2 separate regions of the Sus scrofa genome follow, and region 2 is linked to region 1. Evidence: chromatin contacts called from public Hi-C data. All regions are on one chromosome and are shown on one strand. Each heading gives the region's core, a stretch centred on a gene start, on an enhancer-like site or on the middle of the called end of the contact. The rest is flanking DNA. Distances are from core to core; before and after follow the strand shown.

Evidence for each region. Hi-C and Micro-C count contacts between places; a contact is called where the count stands out from the background.
Region 2: a Hi-C map of fetal liver shows a contact between it and region 1, with 1.7 times the contacts expected there. The contact joins the promoter of RNF166 here to the promoter of CDT1 in region 1. A contact is called at or near these places in 7 of 47 Hi-C or Micro-C datasets (alveolar macrophages, blood, fetal liver and 2 more) and 1 of 2 datasets of contacts at active chromatin or transcription factors (alveolar macrophages).

The regions. Positions count from the first base shown.
Region 1 is chr6:896,298-899,044 of Sscrofa11.1, forward strand. CDT1 (DNA replication factor Cdt1) reads right to left here and starts at 1,409. Exons shown (of 10, transcript XM_021093641.1): 1 at 1,106-1,409; 2 at 530-652; 3 at 303-457. The coding sequence starts at 1,330.
Region 2 is chr6:975,644-978,343 of Sscrofa11.1, forward strand. It overlaps RNF166 (RING finger protein 166), which reads left to right and starts at 1,314. Exons shown (of 6, transcript XM_021093662.1): 1 at 1,314-1,569. The coding sequence starts at 1,415. CTU2 (cytoplasmic tRNA 2-thiolation protein 2) reads right to left here and starts at 1,238. Exons shown (of 16, transcript XM_021093659.1): 1 at 1,074-1,238; 2 at 382-456. The coding sequence starts at 1,138.

The sequences.
Region 1 (2,747 bases), core at 159-2,658:
TCAGCTCTGCCCCCGGAGGTCCCAGCCACGCCCAGCCCTAGCTTTCTCTAGGAGGCGTGTGATGACCACACAGCCCCGGGAGGGCAGACACAGGGCCACAGAGTAAGTGTCCAGTGACTGCTGGCTGTCGAAATGGCCTGAAATCACGGGGCCCAAGCCCTCTCACAGGCAGAGGCCGAGACCCGTAGACTGTGCCAGCCTCCGGGAAGGAGTGGCTCTAGCCCCCAGCTGGGCCCAGCCCCACCAGGCCTCTCACCAGGCTGCCCTTTCCTGGAGGTCCTGACCTCCCACGCAGGACTCACCCCGGCTCTGCTGGGCGCCCCTCCTCCTCCGGGACTCTGGGGTCCTCAGCATCCTTCCTCTGGGCACTTTCCCTCAGCTCCTGGACCTGTGCCCCCAGCTCCTGTGCCCGCTGCAGACGGGACTTGAGCTCAGAGAGAGTGACCTTCAAGGGGACCTGTGGACACAGGGTGCCATCAGCCAGCGTGTCACCAGTCCACCTGCCCTGCCCTCCGGGCAGCCTCCTCACCTTGTCCTGCTGGGCTGCCCTGCAGGGCAGCTGACCTTCTGAGAGGGTAGCCTTCTTTGTCCTCTTGCTGGGAGAAGAGTGCTCGGGCGAGCCAGGGGCAGCGGGGGAACTGGGGCCAGAGCCCTGGTGGGAAGGACGCCAAAGACGATGGAGTCACAAAATCCCGGTGCCCCATCTCCACAGAAGACGGCTCTCCCATCCCCTGCGCTAACTGGGATGCGGCCTCACTCACAGCCAGGCCCCGCACCTCGCCTTGCCCACGAGCCTGGTGTTGTGCCGGCGGGAAGGGCTCCGGCCCCGCAGTGTCACACCTGTCACTGTTAGTCCTCTGGGAGGGAGGCCTCCCGAGGCTACCGGGCCCCGCCCACCTGGGCACGTGACCCGACCCTAGCCCCTCCTCCCGCCGGGGGCTTCGGCCCACCCTCCGCACCCAGGGCCATGGCCAGCGCCCTCCTCCAGCGTCGGTCTCTCCAGGGGCCCCGCCCCTCCCCACGGGGGGGGGGTCGCCCCTCCACCGGTTCCTCCCGTCCGTGCCCCTCCCTGGCCTCAGGGTCCCCCCTCTCTCCGCGTCCTCACCGTGTCGGCCGGCAGCCGCAGCCTCCGGCGCGCAGGCGGCGCGGGCTCGTCGCGCGTGGGCTCGGCGGCCGGGCGGGCGCGCTTGCGGCTGCTGCCGGGGCGCGGAGCGCTGGGCGCGGGCTTGGCGGGGCTCGGAGTGCGCAAGGACGGCTTGGCCCGCGGCGGCGCGCCGCGGAGCCCGGGACGGCGGCGCGCGAAGAAGTCGGTGACGCGGCGCTGCGCCATGACCAGAGCGGGAGAGCGGAGCAGCGGGACCACCGGCGGAAGTGGAGCCCGGCTTCGCGCGGGTTTTCGCGCCGCGGCTTGGCCCCGCCCCGCCGTGGGCGGGACCATCGGCGCCCCGGCCCGGGGGTTGGCGGGAAAGGGACGCGCCCGGGCGCGTGCGCGCTGGCCCTCTCGGCGGGGGTCTGCGGGCCGTGGGCGCACAGGGTGCCGTCCCTCCGGTCCCGGCCCAGGGGGCGCCGGGCGGCGCGGCTCCTGGTGGACGCCAAGCACGTTCTGAACTGACAAAGAGAAAAATGCTACGCTGCTTCCCGCTGACGCCCAAGCTCAAACGAGGCAACGAAGCTGGCGCCCAGCCGCGCGGACCCGGGAGGCGCTGCGCAGGTGGCCGCAGGGGCGGGGGGCTCGGCCCTGAGGCCAGCGTGCAGCCCGGAACGCGGAGGAGGGGGATGCGCAACCACTGAATTAATTGCACACCTTAAGGGAGGACGCTGTGATTGTGACTCAGACTGTTTTGAAAAAGAAACGTGCTCTCAAATGGCTGAGTTGGAAAGAAAGGAAGTACTTCTTAGGGCCTGAAATTTGGCTTATCCGGCAGGCTCAAGTTGAGGAATTCCCATCACGGGAAAATGCACTCGGCTCGGTCCTGAAGTGTGACCACGGTCCGAGAGGAAAGTAATCACGAGGAGGGTTGTCTTTGGGAGGCACGAGCGCTGAGACGGGGGCTTTACCGGGCCGTCTTTTCCAGGATTTCTGTAAATAGCATGAATTGTGCCTTTAGAGAAGAAAAAGAGAGCTCCCTAGAGGCTCAGCGCGTTAGGAATCCTGCTTTGGGACTTGCTGCTGTGGGGCAGCAGGTTAAGAATCCGTCTAAGATCCCTGAGGACGCGGATTCCATCCCTGGTCTCCTCAGTGGGTTCAGGATCCAGCCTTGCTGCGGTGTAGGTCGCAGACGGGCTCCCATACCGCAGGATCCGATCCCTGGCCCGGGAACTTTCCATAGCCTGCCAGTGCGACTAAAAACAAACGAACACAAGAGTACAGTAGTGAGGAAGGTGGGGTCGATGTGACAGGCAGGTGTGGAGCTGTTATCCAAACAGCTGGTAGCAAGTTGTCAATGGGACGAGGCCGGCGTTGTTAAGGCTTTATTTTGTTAACGGTTTTATTTTGGCGTTTGTAGTCTGAGCCACCAAGTAGAGTGTATTTCCTTTCCTTTCCTTTTCATGCTTTATTTCATATATTCTTTTTCTATTCTCCAGTGGGGTTTATCAGTGGGTGTGGAATACAGGTCTCTGTGCTGTGCAGCTGGGCCTTGTTAGTTATCCAGACTGTAGATGATAGTTTGCATCTGCTCATCCCAAGCTCCCCGTCCATCCCACTCCCTCCCCCATCCCCGTTGGCAACCACAGGTCTCTTCTCT
Region 2 (2,700 bases), core at 64-2,563, 79 kb after region 1:
TCCTCCCTGTCTCACAAGTAAAGCAAGCATCATCCAGAACACCTGCCAAAGATCCCAGGCTGCTCTCATCTGCCCTAGATGTGTTCCTGCTGCCGGGATGGCGCTTCCCCCCTACCCCGCAGCACCTGCATTCCCAACTCTCCCCATAAGCTCCATCAATACCTTCCTGCCACCTGATCCACGGCTGGATAATGGAGAAAACAGATCCTGACCCATGGAGAACGGTACTCACATCAGGAACCAACACCTACACACACACCCATCCCCCACTCCCCAGTCCCGGAACGTACGAACGAAAAGGAAAGGGACAAAAGGCTTTCCAATGCCGAGAAATTAAGCCAGAGATGCGGGGGCAGCCCTGGCTGCTGAGTGAGGGCTCACCTGCAGAAGGCATCTCCTGCTCGGATCACCACGACAGGCAGGCCTTCCTTGCACTTCACACACTTCTGCTCACGGCTTTGGAAAGGGGAAGAAAAAACAGGAAAGCAAATTACACCTCCTCCCAAGGGCATCAGGGAGATGGGAGCCTGCTTCTTACCCCAAGCTGCCGTGCGAGAGATCAAATGGGGGTTATACCCCAGGAAACAGGGCTTTTGTCTTATCCTAACTACCACTCTGAGGAAAGGCCAGGGACCGAAGGGGATTTTAGTCTGCTAAAGCCGGTTCAGTGGCCTCTTAACGGCCACCTCTCAGTCTCTCAGGGGCTGGCAGAAGAGAGACAACTTCCGTGCGGCCCAGAAGGGAGAAGTGGAGTCAGTGGGTGGAAGAGAAAGGGGCTCCGACTTTCCTGAGTAAGGGGAGCGGCGAAGCCGCCCTACTGGCTGCAAGAATTAAAGGTGGGAGAGCGCAGAGCGAGCTTCTCCCTGCAGTGCTCAGCGCCGGCCCGCCAGGCACTCCCGCGGTGCTGCGGTGGGAGATTCGGCCCCCGACGGAGGCCCCCCGACGCCCAAGGCCCGCCCTCGGCGGACGCCGGGATTCCCGGAGCGCAGCCCCCGTGACTGACCACAAAGCGCGGGTCCGCCCACGGGGCAAGAGCTCGCCGCCGGCCGGAGGGGAAGCCGCCCAACTCTTACCCGGGCCGTGAAGGCTGCAGGCCCTCGGGCGAGGGCTCCCCGTAGTCCTCGTCCACCTCGCACATGGCTTCGCCAAGTCGCTCCTTAAACCGCAGCGGCGAGGCGCGCTCCGACTACGTCACCGCGGCGCGGGCGCGGCTGTGACGTCCAGGGGGGCGGGGTGGCCGCTGGCGTTCTCTATGACGTCACCGAGACGCCAGCGCGACTGTGACGCGAGGGTCTGGGACGGGCGCTCCCTGTGACGTCAGCTCGGCGCCGTCGCGGCTGTGACGCGCTGGCCGGGCCGGGCAGGGCCGGGACAGGGGCGGCGGCGGCGGCGGCGGCGGCGGGCCGGCCCCGGGATGGCGATGTTCCGCAGCCTGGTGGCGTCCGCTCAGCAGCGGCAGCCACCGGGCGGGCCTGCGGGCGGCGACAGCGGTTTGGAAGCGCAGTACAGCTGCCCCATCTGCCTAGAGGTCTACCACCGGCCCGTGGCCATCGGCAGCTGCGGCCACACGTGAGTGCGCCGGCCTTCAGGAGGCCGCGGGGTCGGGCACCGCCGCGGGCAGGGCCCTGCAGCCGCCCTGGCACAGCCCCGGCGCGCGGAGAACTTAGGGGGCGGGAGGGCGCGGGGCCCCTGGGGCAGAGCCGTTTCTGCCCTTTGGGGCGCGTTCATCCGCCTCAGCCCAGCCTCCTGCCCGCCCGCCCTGGGCTCTCGACCCGACCCCTCCGTTGTCAGACCGGGCCGACCAGCAGCCCTGCCCGGTGTCGGGTGCCCCGGGGGCCGCTGACGGCCTCGGCAGGCCTCCCTGGGGACTCAGAGCGCAGCAGGCGCGAACTCTGCGCCGGTCGCCTTCGATCTGGTCCCGTGGAGACCGGGGTGGACAGTTGTAAATAAATGTCTTGTAGCTTTTGCTGTCAACTCTTTTTCGGACCCGCTGTCTGCCTGTCTTGACTGCAGAGGAGAGGAGTTCCCTAAAGTTGGGGCATAGGCTTGTTTGGAGTCTGATGCTGTTTTGTTTTGATGGAGAACTTGGGTCTCATCCATCACTGACCAGCCATGCAGGCTGGCCCCCAGGAGACCAGGTGCCACACACCTTGTTAAAGGTTTCCAGCTGTGCCAGGACCCGGTGGTTTCAGGAACGGAAACCTGAGCATGCGGCTCTCCTTCCCGATGAGCACCGCACTCCAGTCTTCTGGGAGCTGCCAGCCTGGCTGGGAGGGGGCCGAGATCAGAGTGCCTGCTCTCCAGCTCTCCTGAGCTCTGAATAATACAGCTCTTGAGTGAAATTAGCAGGGTGGGGAGAGGGGGCAGGAGGGCCCGGCTGCCAGCAGAGCTGCTGAAGAGGTGGGGCCAAGTGCACCCAGGCTGGTAGGAGGCCCTAGCACATTTTGCAAACAAAGCCAGCTAACCTGGAAGGAGCTGGACCTGCTGAGTGTGTGCTGCTCATCACCCAGGGAGGTGGCATCCATGGTGTCAGGAGCTGGGAAGCCTGCACACGCAGACACGCACACACATACACAGCATGCGCATGGCAGGACAGGCACCTGCTCACACCCAGGGAGCCCTGCGGGCTTGTCCTGAAGGTGCACTGTGTGTCCCTTCTCCAGGCCGTTTGTGAGGTGTTGGCGGGGCGGCCTCTGCGCA